Regions from separate parts of the Arachis hypogaea genome. Here region 2 is linked to region 1. Evidence: chromatin contacts called from public Hi-C data. All regions are on one chromosome and are shown on one strand. The core of a region is the stretch at or near the end of the contact, and the rest is flanking DNA. Distances in the headings are between cores, read along the strand shown.

Region 1 (5,605 bases), core at 872-3,371:
ATTCTAACAAGCCAATGCTTTGAATTCTCAAGAAAGAATAACATGTTGGTTTCAAATTGTAGTTTTGAATTCGATAGCAGACCTTCTTGACCACTTGATAGACTATAGTCCTTTTTCGAAGAACTGAAATCCGGATCAGGCCTAACCAACAAGACCCCCGGTAAACCTAAAAACATATGGGCACAATAACAGAGAAGTTACTTCAAGAATAATAGTATAATACCAATGGTAATTGCCAATTGTGCAATACTATACCACAGACTAAACTTCAAACATCTAAGATGCATTATATTAATAAGAAAAGCAACAACTTACTTGTGAGTTGGGAGGTTATTTGTGGATCAATGTCACAACAGAAACCAAAGTGTGTATCGCAGGAAGCATCATATATACACATTTGAGCATCTCTCTCACTGTTTGAAACAAAAATTATAGTAATTTTCAGCTCAACTTAAAAATAAAAAGAGAACGAGCATGAAAAAGGAGGCAAAACCTGGCAAGGACTTTGTGTAGAGTGTTGGCGTAATAATCGATGAGTTGTGACTTGGAGGTGACACCATGAGGTGGAGGCTCCATGAGTACCATCCAGTAGCGGTTCTTCTGGGTGGTGGAAGGGTATAGTGTTGCTGTTGCTGCTATACTTCTTGAAGATGAAGAAGAAAATGAATAAAGATTGCAATGTTTGCTCCTATTATTGGGTAGTGAAAGGCCCTGAATTTCGGTTGTTGTTACTTTTGGTTTCAGAAAGGAAAATGTATGAAATTGGGTGAATGTGACAGAAAAAGACATAACTTCCATCTTTTTTTTTTTTCTTTTGGGCAAGAAAAAGGGCTAACACCCGAAACTAGAGGTGTTCGCAGTACAGTTTGGTTTGTTTTGTCGGTTTTTAAACTGTTTCACCTTCTGAAACACCAATGTTCTCACTTGCCCTGGGATCAATCAAACTGCAGAAATATAAAGCAAAAAAATTAGAACCAAACATTCACAACAAGAACAAATCAGAAAAGAATCAAAATCCTACCCTTAAAATCAGAACCAAGAACACATAATAATAACAAAACATACAATAAGTGCTTGTCTGGGTGAACTAGAAAAAAAGAAAACATCTTTTATTAAAAACTACAATTTACATATTTTTTTAAAAGATCTTTTTTATTTTTAAAACATATTTTTAACATAATAAATAAATAAAAAATTACTTTTATATCATTTATACCCAAATACAGATATACAATTGCTAAATAAAAAATATTTTTACATGAGATATCTAAACATAAAATTACTTCTACTTTTTTTAAAAATATTTTAAAAAAATATTATATTTTTGTAGAAGCTCACCCAAACAATTGTCAAAAAAATCAGTTCAGATCAAATAAAAATTTAGAAATCAGTTCATAACCAAATAAAAAATTAGAACCAAATAATTAGAAACAAGAACAAATAACCATAACCAAAACCCTAACCAAAAAATCAGAACCAGGAACATATAATCATAACCAAAAAGTAGATTAAAAAAAAAACCAGTTCAGAACCAAATAAAATTCAGTTCAGCAGCAACCCAGGCATACAAATTCTGTTCATCAGCATTCAGCAACTCCATAAATAAAAAACCAACACAAGCTAGCTTTAATTTTGTTCAAATTGAAAAGATAAAATTAGAAAGTAGAAACAAATCATTTAGAAACAAATAAAATTACCTGAGGCATCTCCATTCTAGAGACTCAGAGAGCGTGGAGGAAGGTGTGGAGGATGATGGCAGCAGCGGAATCTGGAAGGCGACGGCAAGGAAACGGTGGCTACCGAGGAAGGCGACGGAGGCGGCGGCTACGGAACGGAGGAAGGTGAGAAGGCGACCGCACTGCGACTGTTGCTGTGTCGCGAGGGCTGAATGGGATGCCAGTGTTGTTGTGTCGCTGTGACGCTGTCTGCCGGCAAAGAGTGGAGGGGTCTAGGGGCTATCACTGAGGAGAGTGGAGAGCTCTGTCACGTTGTTGGTGGCGCTGGACTGCTGGATTGCGTGTGACTCTGGTATGTTACAACATAAAATGTTAGTGATAGGAGTTAATACTCCCAAATTCGAAGGTGGAACTCGATTTCAATTTTCACCCATACACCTTGTTTGAAAAGAAAATAGAAAAAAAGAAAATTAAAAAAAAATTGTGTGTGTTATTTAGATTAAAAATAAATAAAAATTGTTTAGACGAAAGAAAAATAAGAAAAAAAATCATAAGCACATAAAATTACATTAATATCTTTATTTATATTATATAAAAATTATAATTTATTAATAATAAAGAATAAATGTATAATTTTATTAATGTTTATACATTTTTTTATATTTATTTTTTTTGAGTGAAAATATGTTAATAAGTCTTACATTATTTTTTTTATTTTATTTTTTTTATCCAAACAATAAAAGATTTACTGTTTCACCTATTTTTTTTTTCTTCAAATTCTCTCAATTCAAATAATGTATTAAAATTTCAATGGGTCTAAATTGAATCTCAAAATTTATAATTGTAATTCATATTAATTTTTGAATTGATTTTTGTTAGTGACGTATTATTTTGATAATTTACTGTAATTTAAATTTTAAAGCTCTCAAAAGTTTGAGCATTGCTTTAGAGCTCTAAACTTTTTAAATTGAATTTGTCATTGCAGTTTTTGTAAGAATATTAGAGAGTTAGTCAAGTTTCTAAAAAATTTGGTAAATTTCAATCATATAGAATTTAGATAAGAAAACTTAGTCACGTGCAAAATTAACACACTATTCAGAGAAATCAGTTAAGAGGCTAACGCGAATTATTATTGTAAATTTTGGAATACGAATTAAGTCAATTGTAATTTTAGGAGTCAATTTAAGTCAAATCTTAAATTTCAAAGACCAAATTAAATATTAGGTCGAGGACCATTAGGATTAAGAGTATTTTTGAGATTTTATTCATATTTTAGGTTTGATTTAGTTTGACTTATTTTAGGTTTTTCATTTTAAAACCAAAATTTAAATCAAACTATAAAAAATTACAAAATTTGATTTTTTTTATTTTTAGATTTTTCATTTGTTTGGCTTTTCATCTTTTATTTGATGGAAAGTTCTACCTTGATAACGCCAAATTTGTCCTTGGGTGATGACAACCACACAGACGCCTCCCTCTAACGATACATGGTACATAAGTTGGGTTTAAAACGTGACAGATTGAATATGACATCTATGGAAAACGTGTAGGTCTTGTCAGCAAAAATTAATTAACGTTGCATTAACTTTGTTAGTTAAGATCACATTCGTTTGGACTTTTTTGTGGTGGATCCAGGTGGATTATGCCATAAAAAATGGGCCAACAAGGAGTTGTAGGATAATTTGCTTTAGACCCTTCTATCAGATGTTGATGAGGAATGTTGTAGCAGATCTCGTTTTGTATAGTCCAAAAAAAAGGCTTGTATTGTTTTCTTTGTGGATTAATGCAACCTTAAGTCTCCATTTGCTTTCCAATTTGGTTGCTCTGTGGCTCCTGATAAATGGAAGAAATACTACGTATAAATTCGCATGGGAGATATAAATTATAGTAGCCTGCCACCAAAGTTATGGATGCATATCATTTTGATCGGTCGCGGATCTATTGAGGTTCGATTTTGTCAAGCCCCCTTCATCAAGAGTGGAAGTTGGTGGCACTGAAAGCAACAAAAATTGTTTGCCTTTACAAACTATAAGAAGGTTAGTGCTAATTAATTCATTTTATTCTTTTTAATCTGTATAGCAATGTAGATATAAGGTACAGTTGTGTAATTGATAAACTCCGATTTCGTAGTTTATCTTGTGCTTAATTTGGGAGATTTTATCACATTTTTTTACATTTATTCAATGAAATAGTATGGTTTTGTGAATTGCTCCTAATTTGTACTTAAGAGTAAAAACACGCTTTTTAGGTCCTAAAATTGCTAATTTGAATTCACTTTAATTCCATTCGATGCCTTGATATGTTTGTTAAGTGATTTCAGGATTAGAGGGCAAATATTGGGTTGAAGGAATGAAGAAAAAACATGCAAAAATGGAGAATTAATGAAGAAATGAGGATTTGTTGAACTGAAGGCCACGCACACGCATCACCCCACGCGTACGCGTGACAAGCAGCACGTGACCAACTTAAGGGCAATATGCTGGGGGCGATTTCTGAGCTCAAGGAGGCCCAAATCTAACTTATTTCTGATGCTTTTGAACCCAATGATGGCAAGAGATTTGGGGGGGAGAGAAGTCATAGTTTAGTTTTCATCATGTTGTAGGTAGAATTCTAGAGAGAAAAGCTCTCCCTTCTCTCTAGAATTTAAGGTAGTTTAGGTTAAATTCTCTTAGATCCAACTTTTAATTCTTGTTTTGATTTAGTTTTCCCTTTTAATTTCTCGTTATTACATCTTTACTTTTCTAGTTTTACTTGTTAATTTCTATTTTGTTCTCTTTTATGTTTATGAACCTTTTTTAGATTTAATTTTCTTTCATTGCAATTTTATGTTTCCATGCTTCTTTTATTGCTTATCTTCATTGTTATTATTGATTTCTTGCTTATGTTAGTTATGGGTTTCATTAATTCTTGCATTTTGTGATGTTTACTTTTATTGCACTCTAGGTGTTTGATAAAATGTTTTCACTAGTTTTTGAGTAGTTCTCTTTACTCTTGGCCTAGGCTAATGGAATTGAGTGACTTTAAGTCATTGGGTCTCATTGAATTGGTGATTTGAGAATCCTATGTGGTCAATTTGATAACCATTGACACTAGCCTACTACTAAGTCAATTAGTAGCTAGGTTAGGACTTATGGATTGATGTTAATCAAGCCTATTTGACGTACTTCAAGCATTGAGGTAGACATTGTACGTACTTCAAGCATAAAAGTAGACTTAATGGGTTGGTTATTCATAATTGTCAATATATGGTTTGTAGACAAGGATGGTGATCTCAAATTCCTATGTCCTAGACAAGAGTTCTTTTCCTTTATTTTATTAGTTCTTGTCATTTACTTTCTTTTATATTTTCTTGCCCTTTTTCAAATCAAACCCCCTTGTTTCTTTCATAGCCAATAATTGATCACTTCATTGCAATTCGTTGTGAGACGACCCGAGGTTGAAATACTTTAGTTAATTCTTATTGGGATTTGTACTTGTGACAACCAAATCTATTAAAACTTGAGTATTATTATTTGGTTGAGAACTATACTATCAACGGAATTATTTTGTGTGAAATTTCTAACCAACGAAAATGCTTATATCAGTAATGCTGCTTAAACCAATGGTTTGCACTAAGAAGAGTACAACAAACACCGATTAGTGAAATGATTTTTAAGCTAAGCATTTTTTATATGAAAGGAGTATTCCTTTAGGATGAGCGAATTATCTGAAAGTAGTTTTAAGATAGGTATTTTCTCTATGCATGAAGGCTATTGTGAATCTGCATTTTTGTTAATTATGTTATGCCTGTATGTTTCCAGTGGTTGATTTTTAATGGAGTGTCAAAAGGTAATGGAAAAGCCGATGGGGAGTAGAGTAGATGAATGTAAGGACAAAGGGGGACGTACCCCTGGCTTTGAGCGTATGAATGGTGATCCAAATGGGACTGA
Region 2 (5,635 bases), core at 1,066-3,565, 240 kb before region 1:
GAATGAGTTATAATTAGATATTAATTTGTTGTTGATATTATAATAGACAATTTTTTTTCTTTTTTAATTTTTGTGATTAAAATCTGGAAAGGGTTTTTACTCTCACGTTAACGATTGTGCTGAGAATTTTGTTGTGCCTAATATGGTGTATAGGCTATTAGTTTCTGTTTTTAAGTTAGTGAAGAAAAATTAAAATTGGTGAGTTTTGTTAAGAAAAAAAATACATTGAACAATTTTTGTTTTCACTCAAGGAAGAAACAGGTGAATTAAGTTCAGTCAGTTAAGTAGAAGACGAGATGGCAGAATAACTATTGCTGGTTTAGTTAAATGAAAAAAAAATATTTTTTTATTCTTTGCGAAAGTGCCGATGAATTCACTAATGATTTAATGAGTGTTAATATGTTAATTATAAGTTGACCAGTGATATAATGTATTTTTTAATTATAGTAAGTTTCTTTTTGTCACTTACAACATTTTCCTTGATGAATTCTATGTTAAAACAGTTTCGATACACTATCTCATGCCAAGCTTTAATAACTAACTAATAACTTCATATTCTTTATATCTGTTTTGTAAATAGAACTCTTAATTTTTTTTTTCTCTTATTAACTGCTTTTAAAATTCTTTTCCAATGTATATATCTCCAAGTATCCGTAAGAAAATTAAATCATCCTCCAGCTAATACCCTGAAAAATACGCAAAATTTAAATTACAAACAAAAATATTCAACTCGATACAATACTTACAAAATGTTATTTTTAAAATTGGTAGAAAATTAGTTCAATCAAACCGTTTCATGGAGAATTCCAAAATTACTGAAGACGTGATCTGAAACAAGTCCTCTTTATTATTGGATGCTTCCTAAATTACCATTAAGCTGTTATTTTTTGTTATTGTATATGCTAATTATTATTTATACAGTTAAAACATAAGATAATTTTGTTAAAAATTATTTTTATTTTATACTCGCTTATATTTAAATTAATCATACTTTTTTATTATTTATAAGGTTGTTCATTATTTGGTTAATTAATCAAATTAATTTTATATGATAAAATTGGTTATTAACCGATTAAAAAAATTTAAAAATCGGTTAAAAACGGATTTTTCAAATTTAGTTTTGGTTAAGCACTTTTTAATAATATTGGAATAAAAAACTGTTACTTTAGCATTAAAATAAAATTATAAATTCTTTATTATAAAAATGTACTACAATTTTATATACTTATGCCATGATTCCTAAACAATAACTTATTATAATTTGTTAAAATTTGATTATTTTTAAAATATTGGTGATGATATCTATTTTAAATTGTCATTTTAGACTTGTGACTATTTTAATTTTTTTACTTGCGTAGGACCGATTCTATCGGTTCAATCAATAACTTATCTATTAAACCAACAAACTAGTAAACCAGTTATCTGACCGATTCAATCATCGCGTTAGTTCTTACAACTATGATTTAGTCCACTCTACTGACCGGTTTATTGGATTGCAGTTTATCGTTTAATGACTATTGATCATGAATTACGGTTTAAAATTTAGGATTTATAATTTACGGTTCAGCTTACATGGTTTATGGTTCACGGTTCATGAATTAGTGTTACAGTGTCCTCTCACAGTCTCACCTAAAGAAATAGACAAATTAACTGCAATTTAGGCTTTAAGGGTATGATAGGCTTTATTGTTCTCGGTTTTTGGGTTTCAAGACTATGGTTCAGGTTTTTTTGGTTTCGAGTTTTCGGGTACTAGATTCAGGTATGATGTTCCGGAATTAGTGCTACATTGTACCTTCTCAACAAGAAATTTACAAATTAGTCGGTTTTTTGGGTTTTGGATTTACTATTTAGGGTTTACTATTATGGTTTAGTGTGACGATTTACTTTCACCACAACAAACAAACAAGTCAAGTGCATTATTCATGAATCTAACCTTCATTTTGTGTCATTGTCACTCCTTTTACTATTTCATAACTTCCACCCAAAATATCCTGAAGACCAACTGTCAACTGTTTTCTGATTTTACTTCTACTCGTCACCAATACTATTTTCACATTAGAGGCCTACTCACATCTATACTAATCAAAGTAACATTTTCTATTGCCTTCTTTTAATTAAAAATAATACTTAAAATACAAAAAAAAATGTCACCCAAACACTCCACATTGAATTAGGGGTTTAGTATTCAGTAATTATAGCGTCAACCAAAAAAATTTTGACTTTTAGACAAAAATAATATACAAAAATATTAAAATATTTAATCTTAATGTATTTATATTTTTGAATCTTCACGTATATTAGTCACACACACCCAGAGATATATTGTTCATTTGGATGATATGCTCTTTCGTTTTTGGTTTAGGAGTCATATACTCTTCAATGTTATATTTCTCCTACATCATAGTTTTTCTTATCTATAATAGCACCTAAAATAACCAAGGCCTTATGTGAAATGTTTTTGGTCTCCCGACCCAATCATTGCAACAGTATGCTTGGCTCCAACTATCCATTTCGATATTTCCAAAAAAAAAAAAAAAAAACCAATGGAGCTATCCACCCTTCCAGCTTCAGTAGCTCGGCTCTGTATCATTCTACACAAACTACCACGCTGCTCCCAATTACATTGCTCTTGGACATCTGTCACCTCTAAATTCTTCCAATTCGAATATCTGTAAATCTTTATACAATGAAATCTGTACACTATAATTATCCTTAACTTCTATGTCAGAAACGTTAAAAAATACTGCGCCCACCAAGACAGACCGACACAACAATGAATACAAACTAAGGTGGTATAAGCAACGTTATGATGACCCAAAGAAATATCTGGGAGAAAACGTGTGTACCAGTGCGGGTGGTGATAAATTAGAAAAATCATAGATATTTATTCACTCACACAATCATCATCCGGCACCAAATTTCCTTTCCTGCGGGCAAATGTGCCACTGCCACACAAACGATGCCAAGGCAGACTTAACCGCTAAGCTTTCCCTTTCAGCTTTCAATTCAACTCGATAAATAAATAAATATCTCTCTCTAGTCTCTTCCCCAATTCCTATCTAATAATAATATCTGTAACCATAACCACTACCCACCGCTATATACGGACACACCCCACAACCAAAATCAATAACGTTAATAATAACTGGAGCACCCTCTACTCTGCACAGATTCACACCAAAACGCAGCATCCTCTTGGCGTCGTTTAATTATTTAGTTACTATTTGTTGTTGTGATGATGGTGATGGTGATGGTGGGTGAAGGCGTGGGGTTTCAGGACCTACCGGAAGGCTGCATAGCGAACGTTGTGTCGTTGACGACTCCTCGGGACGCGTGCAGCCTTGCGCTGGTGTCGTCTACATTCCGATCCGCCGCTGAATCAGATTCCGTTTGGGATCGCTTCCTTCCCTCCGATTACAACGACATTGTTTCACAGTCCACCTCCTCCTCTTGCCGTTCCAAGAAGCAGCTCTATCTCTCTCTTTGCGAAAATCCGATACTCGTTGATGATGGCAAAAAGGTAATTTCCTTGTATAATGTGATTTGATGAGATCTCTGCTAGTTTGTTCAATCTTGTCTGTTTTGTTGGCTGAGTTCTATTATTATCTAATCTAATATAAAATGTTTCTGTATCGGTCTTCATTTTTATATTATTTTATTTTTAATACTGAAATTACATGCAAATTAGATCCATTCTTAATTTCGTTTAGGTAGTTGATTTCTATATAGTTGAAGGAATATTGTTGAGGAAAAGCTTGTTATGTGACTTACGGGAATAGCATGATTTTGAACAAACCATAATTTTGGGAGTTCAAAAATGGAAGATTGGGAATGTGAAAACACACTCAAATTAACTGAAGAGAAATGTGATTAGCAGCTCTTTTTTTTTTTTTTTTCTTTGAGGCGTGTGGATTGTGAAGTACATCTAAAACTGATTGGATTGATGAAACAAGGTGGAATGTAACGGAATAGAAAAGGGAATTTATTCGGTTCTATTGTTTGGATTGAATAGAAATGAGATGTAGTGGAATGGATAAGGATAAGGATCGAATAGATTCTATGTATCTGATAGCATCTTTTTTCTTGCCTTCCGTTTTGGGAAGAATGAAATGGAATTTTAAATGCTATCTTATTCTCTCATAATTATTATATTCCATTGATGTCTACTTGTATATCTTAAGTGTACAGATTCGTTTTTCTTTTTTAATATTAAAATCTAAAATTTATTACATTCTCTGTTGTTCATTTTTAATGCTAAAAAAAAAAATGTTGATGCATATAGCATTCCTCCCCAATGCCCATACATCCCATCTTATTTCACTCTATTCCATTTAACACTATATACTTTATACATTCAAAAAAACTATATACTTTATTAATTTATGTTTTCAAATGAATGTTTCAGAGCTTTCAACTGGATAAAGCTTATGGGAAGAAATGCTACATGCTATCTCCAAGGATGCTCTCTATAGTATGGGGAGACACTCCCAGGTATTGGAAGTGGACTCCTCTTCCGGAGGCAAGGTAATTTATTTGCTACTTACTAATTATTCTATCTTCCCTGTCTCTATCTTGATAAATTTCAACTAGAAAAGATTACTTGTACCCCTATAAAGACAAGAAATGATATTTGTACTATCTTCTGTGTACACCTCTTTTATACAGAATCTTTATATGGTATACAAGACAAATTTTTTTATCTTGTTTGTTATCAATCACTTTTAATACCAAAAGTAAAAGGTCTGGGAGGTGTACAAAAGAGATGTAATAAAGGCTGGACATACAAGATTCTTCTATAAAATCAAAGGTATCAAGGAAAATCTATTATGTATTTTAAGTGTTACATTAAGTAGATGGTTTTCCTGTTTTTTGAGGAATATCTATTTTTAACAGCCATCATAACCTCATTGTTGTTAATATGGTTTAACAAAAGTAATTGGAACTAATTATGTTAAAAGATTTGTAGTAAAGCACCACATATATTGCACTATTGCAGGTGAGTTTGTGATCATAGTTTGAATTCCAACATAATCGCAGGTTTTCCGAGGTGGCCGAACTTGTGAGTGTGTGCTGGTTGGAAATCAGGGGTTGGATCAATACTCACATGCTATCGCCAGACACATTGTATGGGGCATACCTTGTGTTCAAGCCAAGCTCTGCAGGGGCCTATGGTTTCGAGTACCAATCAATTGAGGTCTCCATTGCAGTTGCTGGAGGCGAAACCCACAAGAGAACCGTGTTCCTTGATCCGGAAAGGGGAAAGAGGCTAAGGTATCAGATCGTCCCTCGTCGGGTAGGGATATTCAACCGAACTCGCATGGTGGCTGCAGCCGGACCACCACAACCACCTAGAGATAACCTTGATGATCAGTATCCAAAGGATCGGAAAGATGGGTGGTTGGAAATGGAATTGGGACAGTTCTTCAGTGAAGGAGGAGAGGACAAGGAGGTGGAGATGGGAGTTTATGAGATCAAGGGTGGTGATTGGAAGGGTGGCCTTCTTGTTCAAGGAATTGAAGTTAGGCCTAAACAATGCGTCCATGCCAATAATACCATATAAATGGAAGAATACAGAAGAGGTGCCTAAACCATGTAGTCTTCATGGTTGTTCATCTTCAAAGCCATGACCAAATTG

What was found. A called contact is a pair of places that touch in the nucleus more often than the background predicts.
Region 2: a contact with region 1 is called in a Hi-C map of leaf, with 4 times the contacts expected there. The contact joins the promoter of LOC112711023 here to the promoter of LOC112711022 in region 1. A contact is called at or near these places in 2 of 8 Hi-C or Micro-C datasets (leaf and an unstated tissue).

Annotation. Positions count from the first base shown.
Region 1 is chr9:70,548,983-70,554,587 of arahy.Tifrunner.gnm2.J5K5, reverse strand. It overlaps LOC112711022 (organelle RRM domain-containing protein 1, chloroplastic), which reads right to left and starts at 2,121. Exons shown (of 11, transcript XM_072203003.1): 1 at 1,698-2,121; 2 at 494-944; 3 at 316-413; 4 at 1-166. The coding sequence starts at 798.
Region 2 is chr9:70,785,865-70,791,499 of arahy.Tifrunner.gnm2.J5K5, reverse strand. LOC112711023 (putative F-box protein PP2-B12) reads left to right here and starts at 2,315. Exons shown (of 3, transcript XM_025763555.3): 1 at 2,315-3,520; 2 at 4,406-4,524; 3 at 5,038-5,635. The coding sequence starts at 3,236. The coding sequence ends at 5,560. It overlaps LOC112711024 (a long non-coding RNA gene), which reads left to right. Exons shown (of 2, transcript XR_003157167.3): 2 at 1-20.